2 separate regions of the Mus musculus genome follow, and region 1 is linked to region 2. The links are chromatin contacts, called in public promoter capture Hi-C maps. All regions are on one chromosome and are shown on one strand. The core of a region is the stretch at or near the end of the contact, and the rest is flanking DNA. Distances in the headings are between cores, read along the strand shown. Region 1 holds the start of Nrd1 (nardilysin, N-arginine dibasic convertase, NRD convertase 1). Region 2 holds the start of Ttc4 (tetratricopeptide repeat domain 4).

The links. Promoter capture Hi-C pulls out the DNA fragments that hold promoters and counts their contacts.
Region 1: a contact with region 2 is called in a promoter capture Hi-C map of pre-B cells, with 3 times the contacts expected there. The contact joins the promoter of Nrd1 here to the promoter of Ttc4 in region 2.

The regions. Positions count from the first base shown.
Region 1 is chr4:108,998,448-109,002,720 of GRCm38.p6, forward strand. It overlaps Nrd1 (nardilysin, N-arginine dibasic convertase, NRD convertase 1), which reads left to right and starts at 2,208. Exons shown (of 31, transcript NM_146150.3): 1 at 2,208-2,717. The coding sequence starts at 2,386.
Region 2 is chr4:106,676,402-106,681,227 of GRCm38.p6, forward strand. Ttc4 (tetratricopeptide repeat domain 4) reads right to left here and starts at 2,543. Exons shown (of 10, transcript NM_028209.2): 1 at 2,352-2,543; 2 at 1,784-1,901; 3 at 197-358. The coding sequence starts at 2,462. It overlaps Mroh7 (maestro heat-like repeat family member 7), which reads right to left. Exons shown (of 24, transcript NM_001126487.1): 24 at 4,016-4,481. The coding sequence ends at 4,237.

The DNA.
Region 1 (4,273 bases), core at 958-3,457, 2.3 Mb after region 2:
GCTTCTTTGGGGGGGCTTTATACTCAAATTTCTACACTGAAAAAGAGAGGTGAAAATGCTAAGTTTTAGAGATACCGTATTTGCCCCTAATGTCTGCTCTTGGGGATGGGGTGGGGGAGGGGGGAGAGACAGGAAAGCTACAAAGCATGCCATCATGGTACCAGGATACTTTATGAATTTGCCTATCGTCCACGAGCAGGGGCCATGTTGTTCTTCTCTATCAGTTCAACTTTAGTATATGTCCCGCTGAATCAGCGAGCACTCTGTGTGCTTTTTAAATATGTTTCTCCCACTAGCCCTCTTCTAAGCTCTAGAGAGAGGGGACATATTTGCTCATCACTCCCAACTTCTGGCACAAGGTAGCACCTCACTTGGTTAGTTAAATGAATGATGGAAAGTTCCACTCTATGGAAAACCCAGCAAATTGCAATTAAGGGCATAAATTATTTTTCTCCTTAGGAAAACAAAATTGATAGTTGAAGCTGAACGTTTCTTATTTCTGGTATTATTGTTTTGGAGAGTCAAAAATCACACCTAGACTAATCCTGTACAAAGCAAGCACACACACACACACACACACACACACACACACACCCTAATCTTGTACAAAGCATAGACTGACACTTCAGTGTCACTTACTATTGGTGTTTTTATGTTCTGGGCAGCCATTCTTGTACTGGAGAGACGCAAATGAAGCTACTTTGAATGAGGACTCTAGTGGAGTTGCGTGAAGACTGATAAACCTTTAAAAGTGTACTGAAACCAGGATATCTTAATGCTTTTATTTTTTATTTTTTGAGACAGGGTTTCTGTGTGTAGTCTTGGCTGTCCTGTAACTCACTCTGTAGACCAGGCTGGCCTCAAACTCAGAAATCGACCTGCTTCTGCCTCCCAAGTGCTGGGATTAAAGGCATGCGTTACCACTGCCCGGAATCTTAATGCTTTCAAATACTTCTGCCCCAGTTCATGTATCCTCTTCAATACTTTGTCTTCCTACCCTGTTTTGTAGTCTTAGCATTTATTGTTTTTTTTTTTTAATGTATTATTTATGGTCAGTTTCTTCCCATAAGAAACTAAACTTCAAGCCAAGGATTTTTTGTTGTTTTTGAGACGGTCTTAGTAGGTAGACATGGCTGGCTTGGAACTGCTTTGTAAACCAGGCTGGCCCTGAACTTAAAGAGATTCACCTGCCTCTGTCTCCCTGAGTGCTTGAGATTCAAGGTGTGGACTACCACACCGGCAACGATTTGTTTTGTGTATGGCTTTATCTTCAGCCACACAAAGGTTCAGAGGCAGGAAAGACAACCACTAATGTATCTATCGGCTTAAAGTCTTTTTGTTGTTGTTGTTGTTTACTCATATTCATTTCGTTTATCTCTTCCATGTGGTATGATCTCATTCAATGGTGTCTATCAGCTTTTTATTGTTATCTGGTCAACTGCTTTTTATTTTATATTGTGTCTGTTCCAGTCGCTGCAAAAGCATTGGCAAAAACAAAAACAAAAAGCTTGGGAAAGTTACTTGAGGTTAGTAGCCTAACATGTTCTTGCTTTTCAGTAAAAGTTGGCCAAACTTAAAGGTAGGCTGAGGACTACTCCAGGGTGTGGAAGCTTAAAAAAATAAACAATTCGCATACAAGAGTGAGCATATTGAAACAGATCTGGAGCGTGAAAAGCACCAATGGTTTGGCAGCCTACAGGATGGAAAGATGCAATTGTTATTTCCGGTGCTTAGTGACCCACAAGCACTGCATCCATCTCGGGATAGGGTGGGAAAAGACTTCCGGTGCTCTGCTCTTTTAAAAAAGAGACCCGCTGAGTCACTCTAAGAATAGAGTGCAAAAAATACACCGCAAGTGGGTGAAGAAGATCAGCATCCACTATCGCGACTCACTTCTGTGTTTTCTCGCTGGGGAATATTTTCTCAGACACGGAGCGCTACGCGGTTTTCCTAAAAACAGCTACGGACGCACGTCACAATCGCAGCAAGACTTCTCCCATCATCCTCCGCCTCTTTTCCTTCGCCCCGCCCACGTCAGGTTTCGAAATGCTCTCTGGGTGCGCCAGGAACCCGGCCTATTTCTATTGGTCTCTCGCTTCCCCTACTCCCATTGGCTGTTTCTGCAAACGTGACGGCCGTTGTGCGTTGTGATTGGCTAGAGTCCATAGCGTCATCGGCTGTCAGGAGGGTGGGATGAAGAAAGTCGGTGTGAGCGAGGCCGGGTTGGAGGAGGGGTTCAGGCCTGTCCTCCCCAGCGGCTGGGGCAGCAACAACGCCGGCCGCCGCCGTCGCCCCTGGGACGCGGAGGAGGAGGAGTGGCTGGAGGTGTAGGAGGAGGAGGTGGGCCTGGGGAGCGGGATGTCCAGCGCTACGACTTGCTGGTGAATGCTGAGGAGAGTCGCGGTTGCTGCAGTCTGTGTCACCGGGAGGAAGTTGCGGTGTGAGGCCGGGCGGGAGCTCACGGCTCTGGGGCGAATCGAAGCACGGGGTCTGTGCGAAGAATCATCGAAACCCTTTCCTACGCTGACCATGCCTGGAAGAAACAAGGCGAAGTCCACCTGCAGTTGCCCGGACCTGCAGCCCAATGGACAGGACTTGGGCGAGAGCGGCCGGCTTGCTCGTCTAGGAGCGGATGAATCTGAGGAGGAGGGACGGTCTTTCAGTAATGTCGGGGACCCTGAGATCATCAAGTCTCCCAGCGATCCCAAGCAGTACCGGTGAGGGAGGAGGCTCGGACTGGGGAGAACAGGGTGCGGGCTTCGGTTGGTGCTGTAGTGACTTCTGGTCTCCATGTCTCCCGGAGAAGCAACAGGGTGTTACTACTTCCCATCCCAAATGTGTGTTTGGGTGAGGCGGCCAGGGCAATTTGGAGTAGACGAGGCTGGCCTTTAACTCAGAGATCTGCTTGCCTCTGCCTCTCAAATGCTGGGATTAAAGGTATCCGCCGCCACTGCCCGGCTATTTTTGACTTATATTAAAGCAAGAATTAAGGTTTCCATGAGGAAGACAGGATGGATGGTAAAGGGGAGGAGGGTTGGTAAGGAAAGCTTGACAGTTAGTGATTCTGAATTTTGGCGGAGAGGATATTTGAGATGTGTGTGTGTGTGTGTGTGTGTGTGTGTGTGTGTGTGTGTTATTTTTGTTCAGTCTCAATCCAAAGGTGTATGAGTAAAGAGAGGTAAAACAGAGTGAAAATTACGAAAAGGATGCTGTGGTTTTAATAAAAGAACTTTACATCACCCTTTTCGTAATTATCACTCCTGTTTACCTCTCTTAGCTAGCCTGAGATGGAGTGGCTTGTAACCATGGGTAGCTAGCCACAACTAGAATGGCTTAGCTAGATGACTTCTTCCAAAACGTATTAGAGATATCTTGGGCCTCAGTTGTATGAATGGTAGGCGTGTAAGATCCCATTTTATACAATGTTTCAATCATGTGTAATGAATGAATGAATGGTGACTCAATCCCCCACCTGAATAAACTTAAGAGTTACTTTGTTTCATAAAATATCTTGTATTTGAAATAGTTTCTATTATCTTACAGCTTAGTTTTCCTGGTTGAAGACGTTGAAACACACTCAGAATTAGACAGCTAAATAGTATTGGAGCTTGTATGAAACTACCCATCCGACTCAAAAGCCAGTGCAGTATGTGCTGGGTTAGAAGCCTGCAGCTCCAAACTTATTATAAGCCTGCAGTGTGTTAAAAGAAGGAAAGAATTCTAGAGATCATCTTTTCCACTTTCCCCCCACTTCTGTTTTACAAACAACTGACACTCAGGTCCAGAAAGTAGTGACATAGTCCCAGCTTCAAGACTAGCTTAATTTCCCAGTATAATTTTTGTCAGTTTGTCAGGGTCAAGATATCTTTATAAACTAGGGATAACTTTTCTTGCCAAAGATGTAGTTGTAACCTGTAAGTGAGCAAGTTGAAGGTAATAACATTGCTTAGTTTTGGCCTCCCAGGTTAAATTTTCAGTACAGGTGTTGGTGGTTTTTTTGTTTGTTTGTTTGTTGTTTTCCTGTCCATACAAAGTTACCTAATAATGGCTAAGTCTCAGATACTGTTCTGATTGCTTCAGGTAGAGATTCGTTGACCTTATTTTTTGCTAGTTGTTTAACAAATACTAAATGTATGTGTCAGGTCCCAAACTAGCATTTCTGCACCTTGGCTAAATATACTGCAACAAATAACATTTTATCCAGGGTGGCATACAAAGATGATTAAATTTACAGAGGGAGGATTCAGATATTTAAAAAGTTAAAATGCGAATA
Region 2 (4,826 bases), core at 1,293-3,792:
TCAGGGCTTGTTGGCCAGCCCGCTTAACTTCCTCAGAAAGCTCCAGGCCAATGAGAGACTGCCTCTAAAAACAAGGTAGATGGCTCCTGAGAATGACAGGTTAACCTCTACCCTGCACGCATGTGTGTGCATACACGTTTGCGCACGCACACATGCACACACATACAAGAGAGCTAACTGAGCCATGATTACATACCGAGATAGTACTGTGCTGCTGCCCGGTTGGTATACAGGACAGCATTCAAATCAGGGTCTGCACACTTCTTCTTCAACCCTTCACTGTATGAAAGCACAGCTTTCTTATAGTCTTTTTCTTTAAAGTAGTCATTGCCCTCATCTTTATAGGTCTTGGCTTGCTCTGCAAAGAAGAGGAAGGAAGCAGCGTGTCATACCTTTTAGAAAGCTCACTGGAAACCTCTATCATGCAGTAATGTAATATTGCACAGGTTAGGTTTTGTCAGCTTGACACAAGCTAAAGTCATCCGGGAAGAGGGAGCCTCAAACAAAAACTGCCTCCATTTTGATTAATGATTGACACAGGAGGGCCCATCCCACTGTGGGCAGTACGACTCCTGGGCAGGTGTTCCTGGGTTATATAAAAAACTAGCTGAGCAGTGCAAGGAGAGCAACCCAGTAAGCAGCACTCCACAGTCTCTGTCACAGCTCCTGCCTCTCAGTTCCCGCTTGAGTTCACATCCTTCAGTGAGGGACGGGCTAGAACCTAAATAAACCCTCTCTTCCCCACATTCATTTTGGTCAGTCTTCTAGCACAGCAAAACAAAGACTAACACATACACAATAAAGCAAAGAGATGGAACTGACAGAGGAAGAAAAATCCAAATTAATGGTATGATAAAATTGGCATCAATATAGAACACAAGGCCATGCAAACTTAATGCCATAACCACTTCCAAAAAATTATGAGGTAATGTTACTAAGTGCTTTTTAATTTCTGGTTTGGTTTGGTTTTTGGTTGGTGTTTATATGTTTGTTTGTTTGTTTGTTTGTTTTTGAGACAGGGTTTCTCTGTAGCCCTGGCTGTCTTGGAAATCGCTCTGTATACCAGGCTGGCCTTGCACTCAGAGATCTGCCTGCCTGCTTGCCTGCTTGCCTGCCTGCCTGCCTGCCTGCCTGCCTGCCTGGGGTCAAAGGCATGCATGGCCACCATCCAGCTATAAGTGCTGTTTTAAAAAGGGGAATTAAAGATGGTCTAGAGAAATGGCTAAACAGGTAAAGGCACTGGCCCCTAAGCTTGACAACCTGAGCTTGACCTGAGGAACATGTGAAATGGTAAGAAAGAATCCACCTCACAAGGCTAGCCACTGATCTCTGTAAGTATGTACACACGTATACACACACACAAACAGTTTTACGAAGGGGGGATATAGCTCACTTACCCAGCATATGTGAGATTCTGGGTTCAATTTCCAGATACACATACACACACACACATTTATCTCAGTTTTTGAAGGACTTTAATTTCTATTGAGAAAATTACACTGCTCCTTTTCTTACATTGTGTCATTCACTGAAAAGCAATCCCCCTCCTCTCTCTGGTACTACAGTAGTGGTGGACCTCGTGGCACTCATCACACACCCTTCCTGATTTGTTAGGGCAATCAGGCTTTTCATCCAAGTCAGGCCTCTGGGGCTTGGAACTGTACACATTTACTTAGAAGGCATCCAAAGGAGAATGTGTGGAGTCAACACTGACATGTTAGCCATAATACTTTCGCTCAACTCAACAAGGACACAAAAGAAGTGCTGGGTGACAGTAAGATACCTTCTGGATATCGATCATCATCAAAAATCATCGACTGGAGGCAGGCCAAGTCAGGAAACTCCTCGGGGTCAATTTCTGATGGCGCTTTTTTCATAAATAGGGGAATCTTGTCAAATTCCTAGAATTTAAAAGAACAATTAGCGTTGTCTACTGATTAGATCCAATCCCAGGACACGACATCATAAAGTTTTTTCCTCGCTGAGCATGATATGCAAATCCTAAGGATTGGCTGGAGCTAGACATCCAGTTTCTCAGGTGTTAAATGTGGGATCCTGATTTCCAACGCTCTCCATGGGTGGTAGCAATCACCTTCAACTAGGCGCTGTCGCGTTCCTGACCACCTTCACCATCTCCTTTCAAGTTTACCCTAACCTGGGTGCTGCAGTAAAACAACTAAGGGACCCCTGGTAGTAGAGCCTGGTGGTGGTGTGTGACAGGACTGCCTGCAAAACCCCCGTGGTCTTAAACGCAGTCAACTTATACGCAAAACCTCGAGGCGGACGGTTTCTACCAGTGACCAAGCCTCGAGGACCAAGCTCCTACCCCAGAAGCCCCCGGCGCCGCCCACCTCCTCCCACTGATCCTCGCGGAAGCCGCCGCGGTAAGGCTGGCTCTGAAACTTTTCCAGGAACGCGTCCATGGAAGCGTCCTCTGTAGGCTCAGGCTCAGAACTCTCCATGGCAGCTCGCAACTTCGGCGCTTCAGTCCCGGGACCAAGAAACGCGCCGCTCCTTCCGGCGGCAGGGATGCCCTTCCTTTTGCAGTCCGGGCTGCGCGAGGCTATGCCTCTCGGGTTCCGCCGGCCTGGGGGCGTGGCCTGCCTGGAGGTGTGGCCTGACTCCGCGCTTTCCCTCTCGCCCAGCCCCACCCATCCATTGCAGAGTTTGCCTGGCCTCTAGTCTCCTCGCTTTGGGGCGTGGTTAGGTTAACTCCCTTTTGTATCTAAACTCTTCATCTCCACTCTCCAACCCTGATGCTTTTATGTCTTTTCTATAAATGTTCTCAAAAGATGACTTCGTAGCCAGGCCACATGATATTTGTCTGTAATCCTAGCACTTAGGTTTAATAGGAGAACCATAAGTTCAAGACCAGTCTAGACTATATAGCAAGACCCTATTTCAAACAAAACAAAACTTTTGAGCATACAAATACTTTTTTTTTCTTCACGCAGCACAAGGTTTGAGGTCCCCATACACCCCTACAACCTATAACTACATGTGAAACTCCATGTGGCTTACCCTACAAGGATGGGTGCCCAGCCTGCCTGCTCACCTCATGGATACTACAACAACAGAGGTCTTCACAGATACCCCCATAGGCCCATGGGAAAATTACCCCGAGATGTATGCCCACAGGTAGAATCCTTGGGCTGTGATTATTGACACATTCACCACTACTGACTAGTAACAGGTTCTTGTTCAGTACAGCTGCATTGATCTTTCGCCCCACCAGCCTTGCCCCGGGGTCCCTACATCCCACGAAGAGTTTTCTGAAGTTGACATCTGCTCATATATCTCTCTTCTCAGCACCCCCACCATGCCTCCCCACTGCCCCTACCTCCTCAGCAGTCTCCATGGCCTTAGGACCTGGCCCTTGCATCTCTCCTCTTTTTCCAGGTTCCCTCTCACTGGGACTTTGAAGAGGGTCCCATGTACCTGAGGGTACCTTTGCACCCACAGATGACCAGATGTGGTCATCTTTCCAAACCTCCTTGAGAAGTCTCTTGTCTGGCAAGTCATTCCAGCGGACACACACAACCTCTGGATACCACAGTCCCCATGCTTCCCGCTGAGCTCATCTCTGAAAAATTTCAACCCGGGAACCATTTGGATGTGGGGGCTGTCCTGCCTGTAATGTCCTGTAAGGCATTTAACAGTGTGCCTGACACCCGCTCTTTACCCAACAGCTGTTAGTAACATTGACACTGTCAGGTGGCAACACCAAATATGTCTCTGGATATTTTTGCATTAGTGTTAGGCAAACCGGATGACGAGTCAAGGGTGAGACTCGGCGACCAGGGTTCCCGAATATGCATGACGTCATAGGTGGGAAGTCGCCTCACTCCCTTTCCCCAAGAGCCACCCAAATCATCACCCTTCTGCTCTTATCACCAGGGAAGGGAAAACTGAGATGTCCAGGTGACCCCCTGAGTGGCTTTGGTCAACGCACTTAACTACTCTGAGCCTCAGTCTCCCGTTATATAAAGTGAACAAAACAGACCGCACGCATCTGTAAATGTGAAGTGAATCAGCACAAGGGGGCCATGCTCTTTTCTCAGACTTGTCAGAGTGAGGGCTCCGCAGGGGCTCTACGGGGGCTCCACGGGGGTTCCACGGGGGCTCCAGGGGGGCTCCACGGGGGCTCCACAGGGACTGGGGGAACTCTCGTGAGGAAGCCATCTGGATGGAAAGGTTGACCACATAGCGTTTACAGGGACCTGGCTGGGGCTTATGTCACTGCTTCAGAGACATCTTCCAGGAGGCCAATGCCTGCATGATCCAGGAGCGCCGTTGGTGGGAGGTGGGCAGGTTCTCACAGCTGGGGCTCCAGCGGTGCATACTGGATGGGTCACACACCCATGAATCCCCATACAGCAGTGGCCAAGAGTTCCGCCAGCAAGTGGCCATAATTTGATCCTGGGCCTGGGCAGCGCAGATACACACGGAGGCTTCTGGGTCGTGTCTCAAGATCTCCAGAGCTGGGTTGGAGGAAGAGGAAGCGATTGTTTAGACAGAACTCATCCTTTCTTCCCACCTCCTAGCCTTAGCTTAGACACCCTTCTGCAGCATCTTCCCAAACCTTCAGATTGTCACATCTTTCAAAGCCTGTATGAAAATTCCACCTCGTATAGGAAGCCTTCCTAGATTTCCCCAGCCTACCTCCCATCAGCTGTCTCGGTTGCAAAGTGAAAGTGTGCTCTCTTAAGCATTTAAACCACACACCCTGCACTAAGTGGTTTTGGCCCTTGATTTTGAGCCTCATTTGCTTAATGAAGCTACAAGCTCCCCAGGGTGCTGTGCATTTTGCCTCTGGGTGACATCAC